Regions from separate parts of the Mus musculus genome. Here regions 1, 2 and 4 are each linked to region 3. A link is a contact called in public Hi-C, HiChIP or PLAC-seq and promoter capture Hi-C data. All regions are on one chromosome and are shown on one strand. Each heading gives the region's core, a stretch centred on a gene start, on an enhancer-like site or on the middle of the called end of the contact. The rest is flanking DNA. Distances are from core to core; before and after follow the strand shown.

Evidence for each region. A called contact is a pair of places that touch in the nucleus more often than the background predicts. HiChIP or PLAC-seq counts read pairs in DNA pulled down with a chosen protein or histone mark. Capture Hi-C pulls out chosen DNA fragments and counts their contacts.
Region 1: an HNF4G HiChIP or PLAC-seq map of pancreatic cancer cells shows a contact between it and region 3. The contact joins two enhancer-like sites. A contact is called at or near these places in 6 of 39 promoter capture datasets (the 3T3-L1 cell line, the C10 cell line, cranial neural crest and 3 more), 1 of 15 datasets of contacts at CTCF or cohesin (the NIH/3T3 cell line), 7 of 484 Hi-C or Micro-C datasets (the 3T3-L1 cell line, 3T3-L1-derived adipocytes, the C2C12 cell line and 4 more), 1 of 115 datasets of contacts at active chromatin or transcription factors (pancreatic cancer cells) and 3 of 9 other capture datasets (adipose tissue, liver and macrophages).
Region 2: a promoter capture Hi-C map of adipose tissue shows a contact between it and region 3. The contact joins two enhancer-like sites. A contact is called at or near these places in 3 of 39 promoter capture datasets (3T3-L1-derived adipocytes, cranial neural crest and neural stem cells), 2 of 15 datasets of contacts at CTCF or cohesin (the NIH/3T3 cell line and embryonic stem cells), 17 of 484 Hi-C or Micro-C datasets (the AML12 cell line, beige adipocytes, bone marrow-derived macrophages and 5 more), 2 of 115 datasets of contacts at active chromatin or transcription factors (embryonic stem cells and heart atrium) and 3 of 9 other capture datasets (adipose tissue, liver and macrophages).
Region 4: a Hi-C map of bone marrow-derived macrophages shows a contact between it and region 3, with 2.6 times the contacts expected there. The contact joins two enhancer-like sites. A contact is called at or near these places in 1 of 39 promoter capture datasets (embryonic stem cells), 1 of 15 datasets of contacts at CTCF or cohesin (stem cell-derived epiblast-like cells), 5 of 484 Hi-C or Micro-C datasets (the C2C12 cell line, bone marrow-derived macrophages, embryonic stem cells and 1 more), 4 of 115 datasets of contacts at active chromatin or transcription factors (bone marrow-derived macrophages, cardiomyocytes, heart atrium and 1 more) and 3 of 9 other capture datasets (adipose tissue, liver and macrophages).

What each region holds. Positions count from the first base shown.
Region 1 is chr6:115,459,302-115,464,545 of GRCm38.p6, reverse strand. It overlaps Pparg (peroxisome proliferator activated receptor gamma), which reads right to left. Exons shown (of 8, transcript NM_001308354.1): 6 at 1,261-1,460. Among named protein-coding and RNA genes, the nearest start is that of Gm36301, 58 kb to the left of the region's middle. Within about 2 kb of position 1,370, at least 94 of the 459 cell types and tissues checked have an H3K27ac peak or open chromatin away from gene starts, as enhancers often do. A contact at or near this core is called in 3T3-L1-derived adipocytes, the HL-1 cell line, the N1E-115 cell line and 3 more, where this site is marked.
Region 2 is chr6:115,429,419-115,434,641 of GRCm38.p6, reverse strand. All of the region lies in intron 2 of Pparg (peroxisome proliferator activated receptor gamma), which reads right to left. Among named protein-coding and RNA genes, the nearest start is that of Pparg, 70 kb to the right of the region's middle. Within about 2 kb of position 1,986, at least 15 of the 459 cell types and tissues checked have an H3K27ac peak or open chromatin away from gene starts, as enhancers often do. A contact at or near this core is called in adipose tissue, where this site is marked.
Region 3 is chr6:115,224,961-115,230,076 of GRCm38.p6, reverse strand. All of the region lies in intron 1 of Syn2 (synapsin II), which reads right to left. Among named protein-coding and RNA genes, the nearest start is that of Timp4, 25 kb to the left of the region's middle. Within about 2 kb of position 2,081, at least 23 of the 459 cell types and tissues checked have an H3K27ac peak or open chromatin away from gene starts, as enhancers often do. A contact at or near this core is called in 3T3-L1-derived adipocytes, the HL-1 cell line, the N1E-115 cell line and 3 more, where this site is marked.
Region 4 is chr6:115,378,217-115,383,209 of GRCm38.p6, reverse strand. All of the region lies in intron 1 of Pparg (peroxisome proliferator activated receptor gamma), which reads right to left. Among named protein-coding and RNA genes, the nearest start is that of Pparg, 18 kb to the right of the region's middle. Within about 2 kb of position 2,404, at least 6 of the 459 cell types and tissues checked have an H3K27ac peak or open chromatin away from gene starts, as enhancers often do. A contact at or near this core is called in bone marrow-derived macrophages, where this site is marked.

The sequences.
Region 1 (5,244 bases), core at 121-2,620, 240 kb before region 3:
ACTGTGAAAGTATCAATCACCTCTTTTGCAGGGAGAAACTCAACTGTTCTTACTGGCATGTGGCTTTCTCATAGCTACTAGCTGATTCCACTCGAAGTCATTTATCTAAAACGAAAGAAATAACCTGAGATAGTCCTCAAAACACATTAGGAGATAATACGATTTTTTTCTTCTAAAATCTAAATGGTCATCAAGTTACATGTATCCACCTAATAGTTGACTGGCTCTCCTGGCCATGAAAGTAACTGACCACACACAGGGTTTTCAAGAGCTGGATCCAGGTCTTCTGCATGGGACTTGTAGCTCCTACTGCCTAGGGACATTCATCATAGCATAGACATCAAAGCCAGACCCTGGCTGAAAGACCTGAAGAGCCCAATCCAGTGCACACTTGCAGCTGCTGGTGGACTGGGGAGCAGCATTGAGGTTTTATTTTAATGTAATTTGATGTTGATTCTCAACTTCCTATCAGAAGCTTTCTGCTTCCTAGAAAACTGGATTCAATGATAATTTTCATCTATTATGAATTGCTAAACAATATCAGTCAAAGAATCTCCAGGTACTTAAGAATACTTTTGTGGCTTGGGACTGTAGCTTAGTTCTAGCACACATGTACCCAACATGCTTGCCTGGGATTCAATCCAATAGTTAGCATACTAAACCAAGCAAGCAAGCAAGCAACCAACCATTCCATTGGAGTAGCATAGGCAACTTAGATCCTTGCAGAAAGTAGAACTCATGTATATAATAGAAGGCCAGAGCCTCCAGTTTCCCAGGAATAAAGCTAGGTACTGTAAGGAAATAGGTCTCATGATATCCTGATGTACTTTTGTGCCCACTTTGGACCTGGGACAAATGACCATAGAAAAACTGAAAGGTAGAAGTGGGACACAACAGCTTAACACACCTGCTCAGCCTCCTGCACGGCTTCTGAGACACTCTTGTGACTGGAAGGCTTCACGTTCATTCATGAGTGTAGAGATGACCTATGAGCTCTTGTATTACTCTCAAAGGTTTTTTATTACAGCTTGGAGGACTTACTCCCTTTTCAGAACAATGTTTACTTATCCTATTTGAAGACATTTCCTGTGTTTTGGACCTAGCCTGCCACTAGATTTTAACAGCCTGCAGCTGAGCTGTTTTTTGTTTGTTTGTTTGTTTGTTTTTGCATATGCATGTGCACCAAAGCAAATCATTTAGTCAAAGGAAACAACCCCCAGCCCCAGCCTCCCCCAGTGAAGAGAGCAGAAGAGAACTAACTGATTTGTCCGTTGTCTTTCCTGTCAAGATCGCCCTCGCCTTGGCTTTGGTCAGCGGGAAGGACTTTATGTATGAGTCATACAAATGCTTTGCCAGGGCTCGCAGATCAGCAGACTCTGGGTTCAGCTGGTCGATATCACTGGAGATCTCCGCCAACAGCTTCTCCTTCTCGGCCTGTGGCATCCGCCCAAACCTGATGGCTACAGAGGAAGAGGAATGACAGGATGAATCATTGGATCATTACTAGGGCTCCGCATTGTGCTCTCCCTAATCTTGGTTCCCACACTGAGAGTCCCTCTCTCCACCCGGCGCTGGTTCTGCCTTCTATCTACCACTTTGCTCATGTTTTTATTTCGCAACAGTAGCACAGACAAATGAAATTAACTTATTTACTTCTTCAGTTAAAAAAGGCAACATACGATCCTGTTAGGAAATTGGAAGGATCCGCTAGCAAACAGGAATACATATTCATTTAAACATGAATCGAGAGACAACTCCTATCCAAAGATGCAAAGTCATCTTTATAGAGCTTTCAAGTACAGCTAATTATTTCTTCCCAGTGTTCCCCCAACCCTAAGCATTTCAACAATCAAAATGTTCACACTGTACTATAATTATGACTTTTTATACCTCTAACCCCTCTGTAGAACAATGTCCTGCAGACAGGGACACTGTCATAATTATCTTGGTAACCTCTGCACTTCATAAAAGGTACGGCAGGAGCATCTTTGTGTTTCATGAATTAAACAGTTACGGAGAAGTTCAAGTTGTACAAACATAGGCCCTGTTCTCAGTCAGTTCATATGAGCTATCCGTTTCTGTTGTAAAGAAAGACCAGGGAACTTGGACATTAAATGGATGGAAACTGACTTACCCCCTAACTCTGCAGAATTCCCCCTTAATGAGGTTCATCAGAATACCTTTAATTTGGCTTCTCAAGGAGTGAGGAAGTGTGAATGCAAAGCAAAGACTTAAGACAGACTGTAGGGCCTAATGTAGGAATTGACCTGTGTGAGCTGGGGTGTCCTTTGGGCACAGAACCCTTGCTTGGCATGTGCAAGGCCTTCCCCAAAAAAATTAAATAAATAGTAATCTGTTTATAGACTTCTAACTTGCATAAAATTTCCTACTTCCTGGTCTGATATTACTTATAAAATGTCCCTTTGAGTAATGTTTCTTTGACACCATTCTTTGTTGAGCTAGCTCTCTTTAGGACACTGCTTTTCTCCAGTGGAACATCTTGCTCTCATACTTAGTAGTATCTTGAGCACCATTCTATGTGACACTCAAGATGATGGTGGGCTCTTTTACTTAGATGATAGGCTACTTGTGAGCAAAGGTTGGGGCACATTTACATATATCTTAGTACTTGGTAGAACTCAATCAATGTTGCTGAATATGAGAACCAACAGGTTTGTGCTTTTTTTGTTTGTTTGTTTGTTTGTTTTTGAGATGTTAAAAAATTAAAAAAAAATTGTGTGAATTTGCCTGCATCTCTGCATCACAGTGTGTACCTAATGTCTGAGGAGGCCAGCAGAGGGCAATGGGTTCCCTGGAATTGGAGTGACAGACAGATGTTAATTGTTATGTGGGAGTTGGGAATCAAACCTGGGTCCTCTGCAAGAGCAGATAGTGCTCTTAACTGCTAAGCCATCTCTCCAGCTCCAGGTGGATGGTTTTTATTCTTACACTAAAGATAGTATATTTATCATAAGACAAGGTATACAGGAACATTTCTATCTGTTCAGTGACTTTATTTAATCGTTGGTGCTGGGGATTGAGTCTTGGGTCTTGTGCATGCTGAACTCATGTTCTACCACTGAGCTACAACTCAGTTCATATTATTTTTATTGTATTTTATAGTTTGAGACTAGGTCTTGGGCATAACACAATGTGGCCCAGGATGTGAAACTCCTCTGCACCAACCTTTCTAGTTGGTGGGATTACAGGTCACTACCATGCCCAGCAAATTTTGTTTTAGAGAAAAGACTGATTTGTCCTCGAGTCTCAAATGTGTAAGTTCATCTCAGTTGGCCCTATACTTTATCACTAATAAAACTATTGCCCTACAGGGGCTTCTTAAGAGACCTTGCTTGGAGTTAGAGGGGAAAAGATGTTTGCCTCTCAGTTTACATTAGATCAGCATATGTTTAGATACATTTTCTAAATATAACCTTTGCACATGACCTATTCAAACAGAAATCTTTAAACAATTGCCATTTAAAAAAAGTCAAAATTGCAGACTCCCTCTTCATTATTCTTCCATTTCAGCTGCACTGGGATAGGGAATGTCAGCTTACTGAGGGGCCCTCCCACCTGGTCCCCAGATCCACTGGGATCCCTCAGTCTATGACCATGACTCTACTGTCTTCTATTTTAATAGCTCTGGCCACAATAGTCGATAAGGGTGTTTTCTTTTCTCTCCTTGTCTGCAGTCTCCTTGAAGACAGGAGTCTTCCTTGCTCATTACACTCAGCACTTAGCATATTGTTGGGTACATATTAAGTACTTGTAGAACATTTTGAAATACAATGAATAAAATACATGGTCATTATGAAATGGAGAACTGCTCAACAAGACCCCATCTGTCCCTGAGGGATCTATGGGTAGTTAATGGTTGCTGGAGGAGGCAGAGGCATTTTCTTCAGTGGTGTAGCCACTGGTAAGTTGCCCAAGCTCCTGTAAATAGCCCTCACACATGCTTCTATATGCTCTCCTAAGTAAACTCATTAGGTCACAAAATAAAAGAAGGGGGGGAAGGGGAGGGAGAAGGAGAAGAGGAAAAGGAGGAGAAGAGAAAGAAGGATGATGAAGACAATAACATAGAGGTAGAAGGGGGCTGGGTAATTTGGAAGAGGAAAGGAACAAGGAAAGGGAATGGGGAGAATATGACGTGGAATATGACATGGAAACGCCAGTTATGCCGATTAGTTAATATGTACAAAGTAACAACAATTTAACACCAGTGCAGAAGATCCTTTTATAGTCCTCTGCAAAGCCATGGCTAACCACCACCTCTTTCACACAGAACTTTTTTGTTTTGTTGCCTTTTGAGGAAAAGGGGCCAGAGCATGTGAGAACCACTTAGAAATATTCTAAACTTACATGTTTCCCACAGAGCATTCTAATAACCCATCCCTATATCCAAATGGGATATATATATATATATATATATATATATATATATATATATATATCCCCCAAGTGTTTTGAATATATAACTTGGGGTTTGAAAAAGCTTTCCAAATGCTAGGCTTTCTTGTATGCATATATTAGTATGTGATGCTGTTACTGCATATTCTAATGCATTTACATTAATTATTCTGCTACAATAGAAGCTATATGAATACCAGGTTTTACCTTTGCTCCTGAGTACAACAAAATACACAAATTATACAATAAATGTATGAAAAATTAAATTCCAAAATATCAAGCTTAAAATTAGACAGAATATGAGTCAATATGTACATTGGGAAGCTTACATGAGAAAAGGTAAGAATTATGACATATTAGAAGATGAAGAAATCGTGGTCTGGGCATGTGGATCAGTGGTAGAGTGCTGTCCTAATATGCATGATGAAGCCTTGGGATTGCTCACCAGCAAATAATAAAATAAAATAAAAACAAAAACGAAACACATACACACAGAATTTCTGAAATACAAGTTGGAAGAAAACCAGAGCTATCGTATAGTGAGGCAGAAGTTGCCAGAATCATCTACTGCTTCACAGACCAATCTACACAGCTCTTTACTTGATGAATAATTATTAAGTGGACTTTCATGTTAGATACTGTCCTAAGCTCTGGTTATTTTTTTAAAAATGTTGCATGTATGCGAGGTCAGAGGAAAATTTGTGGGAGTTGGCTCTCTTCTTTTATTATGAGTCTTGGGGATGGAACTTAGGTTGTCAGGCTTGTGGCTATAGCTCCTTTACCTGCTGAGCTATCTCATTGGCCCTCTGCTTAAATTTAAAAGAAAACATT
Region 2 (5,223 bases), core at 737-3,236, 200 kb before region 3:
TCTAAATACATGAAGCTGTGAATTCCAAGCCCACCTCTGAAAGCTTTTGGGAGAAATATGGCCCAGATACCAAAGTAATATATGGACAATTATTAGGAAGAGTGGGTATTGAATGCAGAAGGTCTAAAGCTCTGTGGCCACACTTAATCTAAACTAATTATCTCTCTTCCTGATCTTCCAGGTCTATACTAAACATCAACACATTTCAACAACTCATGGTGGGCCAGGCATGACACTGATGAGAGTCATGCTAAAGAGTAACTCAGAGAAATGTATTCTGATAAGTATTGAGGCAATGTGACAACATCTCATAGACTCTCTAGAGCTTAGTAGCTTTGTCAGTATTTTCAAGAGACACTTAACCACAAATTTTCAATGACTTCTTGTTTTAGGTTAATATCATATATGCCAGCCCTTCCTCACTGGTTTGTGTAAACCACAGCATAGTACAAACTAACTTGGGAATTATACAGTTCCTCTCCCATCTGTGAGCCAACATCCAGAGATAAAAATCATCCTGAAATATTACAGGGGAGAAAGCCATTTTGAAATAATCGTCATTTCCCATTTGACAGTAAAAGAAAATGGACATAATGATCTGCTTATGAATACAGTCAGCGAGAGACTGGGTGGGCGAGAACACATCTTTTCTGTCTCTTGGCCCAGCATCCTTTGAGCTGTGTGATGCTGTTACTATATTGATATAATATGTTGAAAAAAGAGACTTTTATCCCAAGCCAATTTTTATAGATCAAGATGTATTTGGTCTTAATTAATATATACGAGTCACATCAAATTTCAATAGTCTCATGCAAGAAACCATTTACCAGATGGCAGATTGTGACAGAATAAAATGCAGAAGAACTCTGCAACAGAATTTTTCCTGCTACAGTTTGAATGTGAAATGTATTCCACAGGATTGCATGTTGAAGGACTTGGTACCCAGCTAGCATGCACTATTTTGGAACCTTTAAGAGGTAGAGCCTACCTGAAGGAAGTGGGCTACTGAGGGGTGGGCCTTGAGGGTTTTAGCCCAGCCCTACTTCATCCTCCACTTTCCTGTTCCTTAGAGGGGTAAAGACTTGAGGAGTCTGAGCTGGCTGCTGTCATTTCTAGGCTTAGTGGTAGCTTCTTAAACCAGGACCCCAGTAAACCTTTCATTTCAGGTCATTTCTTGTTAGACATTTGGTCACAGTGAAGGAAAAGGTAAGCACTACACTAACAAAAATAATAACCTCCAATTAGTGGGAAGGTTAAAGGAATGGTTAACTTTTATCATAAACATTGTGGTGGCCTGAGTTTTTACATAATAAGTACAGATAAACCACATCTTATCTGTTATTTTTGTAGGTTGCTGTTCTGAACATTAACAATAAAGGATGGAGCAGTGTTATGTCTGATGCCTGAATTCAAATTCTGCCTTGGAGGTCTTAGTCCACCCTCACTCTATAGCTAGTTTCATCATCTGTAAAATAATGCTACCTCATTCTGTTCTGAAGACTAATGAGATAATATATGAAAAACACCTAGGATATGTATGAAGCTCTAAATACATAATAGTTGTCTTTTTTTTTAATATAGAGAGAGTAACCAGAGTCCCATGGTCTTGTAAAAGGTGGCTAAAAGCCTCCAATGCGGCCTCTGGGGGACAGGAAGAGGAAGAAACAGCAGCAGAGTCCTATTGTTCAAACTGGACTATGAGTAAAACAGATGTCCTGTTTTAAAAACCTCTGGAAAAGGAGAGTGCCTGGCTTCTCAAAGTTACTCACTCAGTGCTTAATTGCTCTTTTGTGGCCTGGAAAGTCTGTTTTATCTGGCATCTCCCCAACTGTATTATACATATGCTAATGAGGTTCCATTAAAAATCATTACACAGAAAAATATCAGGTAGTCAAGTAAATTCCGGAAGTGCTAGGTTAGGCAAGGTTGAACATGTTGACTGCAAGACTTAGACACATGATTCACACGCAGGGAAAGGAAACATGCAGTGTGACCGCTTACTATTTGAAGAGAAACTGCTTATGAAACCACAATATACTGATGTTGAAGTCTGTAACTATCCCTTTTAAAGTTATGACAATGTAACCATGGACAACTGACTTAACTCCAAATTACTGGAAACTGCATTGTGAAGGTGAGAGGAGAAAGAAGTGTGTTTGGGAGAAAGAACGAGGTGGTAAAAGGGTTGAATGCTTATGTTCTATGGTTAGAGTTAACAGATGGTGAACACAGTAGACAAAGTTGCAGCCAAGCATGTGATTCTCAAGTCACGGAGGTGAGAGTCAGAAGAGGGTCCTGGAGTAAAGTATCAGTGCCTTTGAAAGGGAATTATTGAGACACTGAGGCGCTACCTTTTTTTTTTTTTACTAAAGTTTTTATACTACCTGACTTTTACAAGATGATTATGTGTTTGGTTATGTTAAAAATTAAGTTGAATATACTTTGTTTTTAACTCTACCATTGTACTCTAGCCCAACCCCATAAATACCTTTTAACTGTAATATTTTTTAATGAGTTAATCTACCAAGTGGGAATAAATCTGTTTCTTGCATACACTTTGTGTTATTAAACAGGAATGATCAGGTAATAATATGGAAAAGTAGAAAAGATACACTGAAATAAAAGAAAAATATTTAACCAACAGATGCTTCTCTCTCTCTCTATTTATTTATTTGTAAAAATTGTGGGTATATATGTGTATGTACATCCATGTTCACAGGAGCATGTGTGTGCAGGAGCCTGTGTATGTGCAGAAGCCAGAGTCAGTGCTGGATGTCACCTTCAGGAATATCAGCCACTGTAATTTTGAGACAGGTTCTCTCACTGGATCTTTCTGCTTCCCACCCACCCCTACCCTCCGCCCCTGCCCAGTACTGGGATTATAAATATGTGCTGGCTTTTTAAAAATATGGGTCCTGGGGATTGAACTCAGGTCCTTGTTTATGTTATGCTAGGCAAGCACTTTTACCAACTGAGCCAGCACCCTGTACCAGTTTTCTTTTCTTTTCTTTTCTTTTCTTTTCTTTTCTTTTCTTTTCTTTTCTTTTCTTTTCTTTTCTTTTCTTTTCTTTTCTCTTCTCTCCTCTCCTCTCCTCTCCTCTCCTCTCCTCTCCTCTCCTCTCCTCTCCTCTCCTCTCCTCTCCTCTCCTCTCCTCTTCTCTTCTTTCCTTTTTTTCTTGAGACAGGGTTTCTCTGTGTAGCCCTGGCTGTCCTGGAACTCACTCTGTAGACCAGGCTGGCCTCAAACTCAGAAATCCACCTGCCTCTGCCTCCCAAGTGCTGGGATTAAAGGTGTACATCACCACCACCTGACTATCAATTTTCTTATCTTTGATTAGAATCATGGGCCTTTGTTTTATTAAAAGAGGAAAATGACTCAATTTCATTCATAGAAGCATAATTTAATAATGATAGCTACAATTTTTAATCACTTAAGCAGCAGGCATTATATCTTATGCCCATCATGCATGTACTTTAGTGTATATGATACATGTAACAGAGAATTTATAAGTCCTGCATTTCAACATATCCAAATTTTATTAAAGATATAATATGAAGTTATGTATAATTAATCACCGTTTAATAATGTTAAAAATAGACTTAGGGTTAAGTAAATTGCAGAACATTACACAATTAATTGATATTATTGCAAGAATTTCAATTCATTAGTGGCTTCTCTGACTATAGAAAGGTTTAGAAATAAATTATGTGTGTGCCTTTTGTTTATTCAACATAAGAAAACATATTTTCATCCTGCTGCCTACTTAGGACTATTAAAAACCAAACCCAGTGTTTCTCTGGTTTGATTTGGCAAAAGATAAAGCATCTAATATCTTTCTCTATATGCACATTTCTTTATAGGAAACTGAAAGACTTATAGTAAATGTTTGAATTCAGATCAACAAAGCCTCAGAGAAGTTGTAACCTTGGCCTCAGCCTCTAGAAGGAAAAGCACACTCATATTTTATCTCTAGAAGTTCAGTTTTTCTTGTATTGGCCACATGTTGTTTAGGTAGCTTGTCGTGTGGTATGGGGAGAAAGAAAAGATGACTGGGTTATACTGACCATCTCTTTTGCTTCCTGACCCTCAGACTCATATCCTTTCCCACTGTGATCAACTTAGCTCAAGCACAGTTTGTGGTTCTTCTGTTAATCTTTATGTTTCCAAAAAGAGATTCTAGGAAAATCTAACTGGAACTAAGGCTAACTGCTGATAACTAGTGCAGTTGAACTGAAATTATTACTTAGTCCAGTATACATTGGTGCAAAGTCAATTTGTGTTTATCCAGAAATGAATGAAAGCACACAATCATATGCTCCAGGGACAATAAAAAGATAGTAAATGGGATGAGGTGTATCTCAGTGGAAGAAGATATTCTAAGTATGTACAAGGCCCTGGTTTAATCTTTAGCACACACATATTTTATGAAGGATATATTATAAACAATTCTATACTACTGAGTCAATAATCTAGATGAAGTGAACTTCTTCCTTGGGCCTATTCCTCAAAACACAGTATGCCAAAATGTATCCAAAAAGAAATATACAATTGAATAGGCTTATTTATGTTTTAAAAATTGAATAAGTAATTAATAACTGTATAAGACAGAAGGTCAAGGTGCACTTACCGGTCAGTTCTACCAGCCATCCAAGGCATAAATTATACCAGTTCTTTGTTGGTAGAAACAGATATAATAATTCTTGATGAGAAGAATTGGGGAAGGAATGGGGGTAAGTATAATCTAGATACATTGTATGACATTCACTAAGAGTTAATAAACTATTACAAAGGAAAAAGATAATTCTTGATGCTATGAGGCCAGAATTATCTTAATATCAAAACAAGATAAAGCCATTACAGGGGATAAGGCCTTGGTCATGAATATAGACACAAAAATTCCTAACAAAATATTAAGAAATTGAATCTAACTATGTATAAGAATGTATATAGAAGGTGTAGTGTCACGTGCTTTTAATCCTAGCACTTGGGAGACAGATCTCTGAGTTTGAGGCCTGCGTGATCTACATAGAGAGTTCCAGGACAGTCAGGGCTGCACAGACAGATCCTCAAACAAACAAATGAGCAAACAAAAATCCTATACACTATTTATCCGAACTATGCATGAAATTTCTCATTGATAATAAAAGAGAAACAAAAGAAAAGAATGTGGTGGTGATTTCTTTAGATATAGTAAAACAGTATGATCTATGAAAGATAAATTG
Region 3 (5,116 bases), core at 832-3,331:
ATTTTCTGGAGTTCACCTTCTTGAGTTCTTTATATATATTGGATATTAGTCCTCTATCTGATTTAGGATAGGTAAAGATCCTTTCCCAATCTGTTGGTGGACTTTTTGTCTTATTGACAGTGTCTTTTGCCTTACAGAAGCTTTGCAATTTTATGAGGTCCCATTTGTCGATTCTCGATCTTACAGCACAAGCCATTGCTGTTCTATTCAGGAATTTTCCCCCTGTGCCCACTCCTCCATTGTTGATGGGATTGCAGGCTTGTACAACCACTCTGGAAATCAGTCTGGCGGTTCCTCAGAAAATTGGACATAGTACTGCCGGAGGATCCAGCAATACCTCTCCTGGGCACATATCCAGAAGATGCCCCAACTGGTAAGAAGGACACATGCTCCACTATCTTCATAGCAGCCTTATTTATAATAGCCAGAAGCTGGAAAGAACCCAGATGCCCCTCAACAGAGGAATGGATATAGAAAATGTGGTACATCTACACAATGGAGTACTACTCAGCTATTAAAAAGAATGAATTTATGAAATTCCTAGGCAAATGGATGGACCTGGAGGGCATCATCCTGAGTGAGGTAACACATTCACAAAGGAACTCACACAATATGTACTCACTGATAAGTGGATATTAGCCCCAAACCTAGGATTCCTAAGATATAAGATACAATTTGCTAAACACATGAAACTCAAGAAGAATGAAGACTGAAGTGTGGACACTATGCCCCTCCTTAGAATTAGGAACAAAACACCCATGGAAGGAGTTACAGAGACAAAGTTTTGAGCTGAGATGAAAGGATGGACCATGTAGAGACTGCCATATCCAGGGATCCACCCCATAATCAGCATCCAAACGCTGACACCATTGCATACACTAGCAAGATTTTATCGAAAGGACCCAGATGTAGCTGTCTCTTGTGAGACTATGCCGGGGCCTAGCAAACACAGAAGTGGATGCTCACAGTCAGCTAATGGATGGATCACAGGGCTCCCAATGGAGGAGCTAGAGAAAGTACCCAAGGAGCTAAAGGGATCTGCAACCCTATAGGTGGAACAACATTATGAACTAACCAGTACCCCGGAGCTCTTGACTCTAGCTGCATATGTATCAAAAGATGGCCTAGTCGGCCATCACTGGAAAGAGAGGCCCATTGGACACACAAACGTTATATGCCCCAGTACAGGGGAACGCCAGGGCCAAAAAGGGGGAGTGGGTGGGTAGGGGAGTGGGGGTGGGTGGGTATGGGGGACTTTTGGTATAGCATTGGAAATGTAAATGAGCTAAATACCTAATAAAAAATGGAAAAAAAAAAAAGAAATGGAATCTGATGGAAGTGTTTTGGGAGCTCTGAAACTCTATGGAAATGTGAATTACAGTTAGACAACAGCAGATATTGTTTATATTAATGTAACCAATGTGATTTCCTCATCTTCTGGACTATTACCATATGCGTTGTCTGCTCATGACACTTGGCTCAATGCAGGATCATCTAATACCACCTTTCAAAGGCAGTTGTCTAATAGTTGGATGCCTGCCCCACGGATACACTATCACTTCAGACCATCCCTTGTATAAATCCTGGATTTTCCAGAATCTTTCAGATTTAAAATATTTACTCCGTTCTGTTGTGTGACTGCATGTTCTGAACTTAGGACTGTACAATTATAATCACTATGTCTTAAATGTCCAAATTCTTCATCCATCTCTCAGTTAGAGGGCTCACAATCAGGAACTGCTTGGTCACTGAAGATGGTAGGAGTTCTGGTTTGTGGACAGCTAACATAGAAAACCAGAAGCCATTGTCACAACAAAAAGGACCCAGTCTGTCTCTGAAGGCCTACATGTCTCTCCTCATGTGCCAGTGCCAGACTATCAGGTTCTTTTGCCCATACCCTTGCACACAGGAAAACATGCTTTCAAACTCTATCTATAGGGGCCAAAAAGTAGCCTAATCTAAATCCTCCCCAAATGACTGACATTTGCACAAGAACCAAATTTCAAGCTGAACCGAACTGCTAATGAGGCATGGGTAGGCTCCAGAAGGCTCATAGAAAATCTCCTAGAGCTTTAGAAATAGCCAAGGATTTAATAGATGCCTAGCACTTGTCTAGACATTTATCTCCAACCAAGTGCTTGTTTCTGCTTCTCAGTGACTTGTTCTTTTGAAAAACTGGAAATACAGGATTCCTGTTTACACACACACACACACACACACACAGAGAGAGAGAGAGAGAGAGAGAGAGAGAGAGAGAGAGAGAGAGAGAGAGAGAGAGAGAAGAGGAAAGAAAGGTAAAATCCAGTCTGTGGGCCTGATCTGCTGAGTTTGTGAGTTCCTGCTGCCACCTACTGGAGAGTTGTGCCTTGCAGTTTTAGCTTACTGCTTGGTGACTCCCACAATCGCTATTCCTCCTGACTGTGGGGTGGGCCTTGCGAGCTTGAGGGTGCACTTCTTGCCTGACATGATCATGGTCCTGGGGCTCTATCCCTAGTACAACAAAAGAGTAGCACTAGGATTTTGTTGTTGTTTTAAATATTTCCTTCTTTCTTTAATTTTATTTATTGTAAGGCTGGGGTTGGGGTAGGGGGTCACATGTCCACAGCCTGCATGAGCAGGTCAGCGGTCTGTCATCCAGGTGAGTCAGTTCTGTCCTTCCTCCTTGGATTTTGAGGATCTGACTTTTGTCATCAAGTCTGATGGCAAGCACCTTTACCCACCGAGACATTAATTGTTTCTTCTAAAACACACACATCTGTAGAGAGCTCTCCCTAGAGAAATAACACTTTGCAATACACATACACACACACACACACACACAGATGCAAAAACAGTCATAGGGTGGGGCGTGGTGGCATGTCAGTAAATTCAGCAAGAACTTGCTAAGTAGCCAGAGGTAAGTGCGGGTGGGAGTGGTGGGGTGTTAGCAGTTGTCGGGTAGACAAAAACATCTACAGAAGACCAATATCAATGGGTGACTGCTAAGGTTCCTTACAGGTCTTAAGATTTAAAACTAACAATCACATTTCCACTTTTCAGTCTTCTCTTTACAAATATTTAAAATTTAAAGCACATAATCACAACAACTACATAAAAACAAAAGGTTCATATAACTCAGAAAGCTTTCTCAGACTTCCAGGCACATAAATGAGTTTCCTTTCACGGGTTAATGAGGAAACATAAACAACCATACAAAATGGTGGTGCAGGAAATAAGCAACAGAAGCACAAACAGGCACCATGGAAACTCAAATCAAAGAGCAGTTCCGGTTCCTCCATTAGAGAAGTAGGGATGAGCCTGGATGGGAAACCTCGGGAAGACACAGACTGAAGAACTGTGGAGGCAAAGGCGTGAGGAAGGCTCCAGATACTGCAGGAATGAATACAGCTCACTTTGGCTTAGCAGAGGAATGGACCCTCGTACATCAGGCGGAGTATGTGAAACTTAAGGGCCAGCTAAGATTGTGTGTGTGTGTGTGTGTGTGTGTGTGTGTGTGTGTGTGTGTATGTGTGTGTATGTGAGAGAGAGAGAGAGAGAGAGAGAGAGAGAGAGAGAGAGAGAGAGAGCGCAGCATACACAGCACTGAAAGAAGCCAGAAAGGAAGTTGAATGCTCAGCAGATGTGGCAGTTGTGAACAGCCTGATGTGGGTGCTGGGAACTGAAGTTCCACCCTCTGCAAGAGTAACAAGTACTCTTAACTACTGAGCCATTTCTCCAACCCCCAATTAAATATAAATATTATATGTATTGTATTATACTATATTATATATATTTATTCTTACTGCAGAAAATGTTAGCCTCAAAACTCACCACTGTTTTGTCAGGTCAGGCCTTCACATAGTTGTTCCTGGGACTATGGCTTAAGGTTGTTGGCTTATTGCTTGTTGGTAGACAGTGGCTGAGATAGCTCAGGCTGGCCTTGAACTCTTGATCTTCCTGCCTCTACTGAGTGCCAAGATATGACATTGGCACTGAAAACCAGGACTTAATGAAAGAAAGGGACACAGAACTCCACTGCAAATGTCCTGGAACAGAGACCACAAGTGAACCATAAGATAGTCAGGCTGGGCCTTATGTCAGTGAAGAGATTATTAACTCAAATTTGGATTTGGATAGAATGAATTTCTTTCAGTATATGGGAAAGTGCCTGTTGTGGGCATTTGATTTAGGAATAAGAAATTAAGAACAGGAAGACACTGGCATAGGCCTGAGTAAATGCAATGTTTGGGGGTTGGTTTTGTATCATTCATTCTGTGAGTCATTGGATCAAACACAGCAAGGATGGCACTGTTTAGATAGAGCAAGTGGACTGACAGCTTAGTCAACATTCATATAAATGATTTGGAAGAGAGTGCACGGGGAAACTGCCAAGTTTGCAGATGGCATTCAGTGTTCTCAGGGATTAAAATGCCAAGCTGATTAGGGGTAAACTGAACGAAGATGTGCACGTGGGCAGAAAAGTGGCAGAGGAGTTTTAATGTGACTAAGTGTAAGAAAACACATTTGGGGGGGGGGAGTCTCAGAATATTATTAACCACTGTTCAACCACAACCTGGTAAAGTAGCCCTAATGGCAGAAAATTATTCCCTCAAGATAATTCTGAGATGTCCTAGCAATAACAAAAAGACTGAGAGAAAAATGAAAAACTAATGCTATCAACAGCGAGCGTATTGGGAAGTCAGTACAGAAGGCTTCTCACTGCCCCACTCTGTCTTCTCAAGCTGTGGGATTTAGTGATACAGTGTACTATGCCTTGTATTCTATACCATCAACACTACGCAGGTAGATATAAAGAGAAAACCAGAATCCAATGCAATAGCTATGGTTTTAGGAAACTACAGTAGTAATCCTTCTTCAAACTGAAGGCCTGAGGATGGAGGGAGGAGAAAGACTGGATGGCTACACGTCACCCACCCTAACCTAAATTCATCCCCACGATATTTAGAGCCTCCTACAGCAAAGCCACCCAGATGTTACTGATTATATGGGGGAAATGAGTCTGAAATGAATTAACTGGCTTGCTTAAAATTATTAGTTGTGGGTGTCACAAGTTAACAAAATCAAAGGCTCTTTTGACGATCATGTTTAGAGCCGGGGCATCTCTGTCTGACAGGCT
Region 4 (4,993 bases), core at 1,155-3,654, 150 kb before region 3:
AGTTTGATGAGAGTTATACATTGTGAAGTTGATGTTTACTGAAATTTCAGTTCATCTGGAAGCTACATACTGGGAAATTCTAAGATATAGTAGAGCACGCAGCCTGATTGGGCATGGGAGACGCAGTACACAACAGACTAAGCAAACTTTTCAGAGGAAGGTCCAGGGAGCAGATTGTCTAAATAATGATTCACATCCTTGTCTCTTAAAAGAGCTCAGGGAGCCCAGAATAGGACATTCTGTAAAGACAAAACAGCATCCGGTGCCAAAAGCCTTTATCAGGAGGGCCAGAGAGCATGCAGACCCGACATTCTGCACAGTCTGACACACACAAAACTCCAACACTCGCTCTTTTGACTTCTTGGAACTGACAGGAACTGCTACATGGTGCATGGTGTAAAATGTTACATCATGAAGATGATCGGCTTTCTCATTCTGTTATTTCTAACATGAAAGAACATGAGCTACAGCCAGGGAGCTTTGCTTGTTGGTATCCCCCATCACTGTGCAATACTGCTGCTTGGAAATGGAGAGTTTTAAAGTCATCTCAGTACCAATAGTAAACTGTAGTTCTGTTCTCAGAACAGGACAGTCTCTACAGGAAGAGCTAATTTGTCAGCACTTTCTGCCTGTATGCTTTGGTTGTGACCTCCATCATAATGATTTACATAAACATTCAAAGTTGCTAGTCAACAGTGAAAGCAGCATCCACAGCCAAACCACTTACTACATCTTGCATGTTTAACATATGGGAAACTGCTTTATCTATAAGAGATCACCACTATGACTTTTAAAAAAAAGTCAGCTAATATTATTTCTGGAGGCAGGCAGAATTCCTAACATCATGCATACCCTATCCCACTCCCTGGATTCACTCAGACTGTTCTGTGTCTTCAAGGCATAGTCTACAGACACAAGATGTCCCAGGACAGAGACAGTCTGAGGATAGTGTATCTAGCTACTCATATTCTATGTTTATTTTATGTTCATTGGATGATCAATCTATTTACAATCTCTAAAACCCAGAGACACAAAGTTCACAGCAGGCCAGGTTATATTTGCCTACTTATTCAACTACTTTACATAAGAAGTCCTGAAATAGGACTTTCTACACATCACAGTAGATATTAACGCATTCCAAGAGCAACTTATCCAGATTAATTTGCCTGAAATGGAACAAACAGTGAAAATTGACCCAAGAGATGGGGATTGGGGTAAAAAAGGAAATCATTGAGAACTTATCTAGGAATTATATCCCCAAAGGTTTGCAAGTATAATGCAGTGATAGACCAGTTTCCTGCCACCAAAAAGACCTTGGGTTCAATGTCCATCATTGCTGAACAAAACAAAACAGCTCCCCAAAGGTAATTTTGTAAGAGTTCTTTTAAAATGCTGCAGAAAGAGATGTCTTATAAAAAAAAGAAAACCTATGACCAAATTAATTATTTAAGTATCATAATATTGATACAAAAATGTGACCCTTTTCCCTCCTCCACAAAAGAAAACATTTAAAAGAGGAGTGGGTGGGCTACTGAAATGGCTGAATGGGAAAGAGAGTTTTCTGGCAAGACTGATGGCCTGTGCTATCAGAATCCTATGGTGAAAAGAGAGAGCCAGATTCCACAAGTTGTCCTCTAACCTTTACCATGTGCATGTGCCACACACACACACACACACACACACACACACACACACACACACACACACACACACACAGAGAGAGAGAGAGAGAGAGAGAGAGAGAGAGAGAGAGAGAGATACACACACACACACATATTGAAAAATGTCAGTCCTACTTATTAATATCAAATTAAAACTATAAGTAAAACTAATTAATTAAATCATATGCTTGGAAAATAAACTACCGTGATCAAATTGAACTTATCTCAGAAAAGGAAAGGCAATTTAATGCCAAAATTTGATAAATACATATAAGGCATTAGAAAAAAATTTAAAACAAGCCATATGATTATTTCAGAACATACAAAAACAAGTACTCTACATAGTTCTACCTTTGGGCTTGGGTTGTAGCTTAGTGGTACAATACTTGCCTAGTATGCTCAAGGACCTGTTCTTGACATTTCTTTTTTAAACTAAGAAAGTTTAATAACAGCAGTCTGTCTTAAACTTACAACTAATATGGTCCTAATTGTGAAATATGACAGTGCATTTCCTGAGGTATAGTCTATAAATAACCAGTTCCTTTTCCAACAGAAAAGGTTTCGCTAGAAAATAAATGTGTGTGTGTGTGTGTGTAGTGTGTATTGCAGGTTTATAGAAGACATTAAGATGTAAATACTCTGCAAGCTTTACAATTCAATAATAACATCATAAACAGCAACTTCACTGAACACTGGATTCATCACTTGTCATTTTTCTGTTCCTCTGTACATTGTACTGGAGTGATGACACACATCTTTCTACCGAAACTAGTTACCGGCTGCTTCGTTAGACTTCTTGATTTCTGTTTTCCACTGGTGTGCTAAAAAATGCTTAATTAGTCCCCCTGACATGAAGAAAATGCTCTGGTTTCTGGACTTATGAGACAAGGATTTCAAGTTCCAAAGATGATGTCTCTGAGGTAGGATGTCCACCACAGACACACAACGAGACAACAAATCTCAGCAATGTAAGAGCTAGGAAATACACTTTTTTGTGTGTCTGTTGCTCTTGTATTTAAATATCCTGTCTGCTTATAAGTTCACATAATTGAATACTCACTAACCATCTCTAACAATTGTAAAACCCCGAGATTTTACCATTAAGGAGCTACAAGCTGATCTGAGTGGGCTCCTGCATACTACTGCCCTCTCCTGCCTTCCAGATACTTCTTAGTCTCTTACACCTGTTCTTTCTGAGATTTTCTACTATTGCCCTCTACAGGTTTATTGGCTTTCTTCTTTCTATTCTTGAATGTGGAATGTCTTCAGCCATAGCTCCTGACATGGGAAGATTGTGTGTGTGAGTGTCTGTGTGTGCGTGTGCATGCATGTTTGTATGAATGTGTGTGTGTGACCCTAGGAGTTCATGCATGAATTGCAAGCTGAGCTGTATCTTTTCTTAAAGGTATGGAGAGTGCTCTTATTTCATCATACAATGTCTATCACAGTCTACTGAGGAGAGGTAGGAAGTAGGCAAATATACACAAATTGGTAATTTTTATTCTAAACTAAAATGTAGTCATTCCTCCATGTCTGAGGATGTATCCAACTACACAGTAAAAATATATTAAAAAAAATACATTAACAGGAAGGTACTGTTGCTCAGCATGTAAAGTATTTGATGACTTGAATTCAGCCCTTGTAGTTCACGTAAAGGTAGAAAGAGAGACCAACTCTACAAGCCATCCTCTGAGCTCCACACTTCTGCTGTGGCATTTGTTGCCCAAACTCATGTATCATATGTAGCCACGATAATCACAAATAAATATTCTAAAAGTACTCTGGCTATACTGAGCATGTAACAACCTTGTCCTGTTATTAGTCCCCAAACAACACAGTACAACAATTTTTCTGGCATTTATGCTGTATTGGGTATAATAAGTCATCTGAAGGCAATTTGAAGCAAAATGGCTAGGTTATATGCAAACAATACATTTCATACAGATCTTGGAGCCAGCTCCTATGGATACAAACTCACTGAGCTTTTCCATGTCCTATCCCTCTGACCATGAAGGCTGATTCTATTAGAGTGGTAGCTCAACCAATGCCAGTTAAAAATCTTCCTTAGATTTTTATAGAAAACTTACAAAATGTACTATTTATCTGGCTGTTATATCCTCAGATAAGCAAATAAAATTATTTTATTTGTATTAAAGAGCAGAGGGGAAAGGGGGGGGGAGAGGCTTTTGCTTCTTCTTCTTTTTTTTTTTTTTTTTTTTTTTTTCTTTTCTTGAGACAGGGTTTCTCTGTGTGGCCCTGGCTGTCCTAGAATTCACTCTGTAGACCAGGCTGGTCTTCAATGCAGACATTCACCTGTCTCTGCCTCTGAGTACTGGGATTAAAGGCATACAACATCAATGCCAGGAAGAGAAAGCCTTTTTAAAAGTGGTTGGTTGTCTTGCCCCAGTGATTGCTTTTAATAAATAGTAGAACTTCTGAATAAACATCAAAGATTTAGTGATCTCATTTGCCTTGTCACAAACAGCACAAAGACACACTGTATTTTTAAATCACTGCCACACACTAAATTGATTTACCATGAAGAACAACTAGCCCACATAACATCTGAATGTGGATATACCTGTACACATCTAATTGTTACACAGGCATGGTAGTTGGGGGTGTGTGGCTATAGATATTTCATTCTCTGGTAACACAAATATTATAAAACTAGGCTCTTGTGCAGGAATTGGTGGCTGGTTAAAATTGCTTGGGTTCAAATGCTACTTTTCTTATTTAGCAGGTTAGGCTGTCTCTTTTTTTTTTCTTCACTGACCTGAATAATTCATGAAATATACAATATGCACCCACCTTCTTTTGAGACAGGGTCTCCTGTAGGTCAGATTAACCTTAAACTCACTGTGTAGCCCAGGGTAACCTTGGGTTTCTAGTTTTCCCAAGGACTAAGATATAGACATGTGCCACTATTCTTAATTTATGCAGTTCTGGGGATGGAACCCATGGTGTTCTGCATGCTAGACAAGTATTCTGTCAACTGAACTACATCCCATCCCAGTGTATAGCCTTAGAATTATATACAATATATGATTGTTGGAAGAATAAAATAAGATAGTGTATCAATGTGCTTAAACAGAGCCTGAAACAAAATTGCTGATCAATAAATACTAATACTAACTCTCAGTAACTAGCTTATCTTTTTGGTGCTTAAGTTACTTAAGAAAAAAGTCCTTAAGCAAGATGGTTAAGTGACTTCTTTTTTTTTTTTTTTTTTTTTTTTTTGAGACAGGGTTTCTCTGTATAGCCCTGGCTGTCCTGGAACTTACTTTGTAGACCAGGCTGGCCTCGAACTCAGAAATCCACCTGCCTCTGCC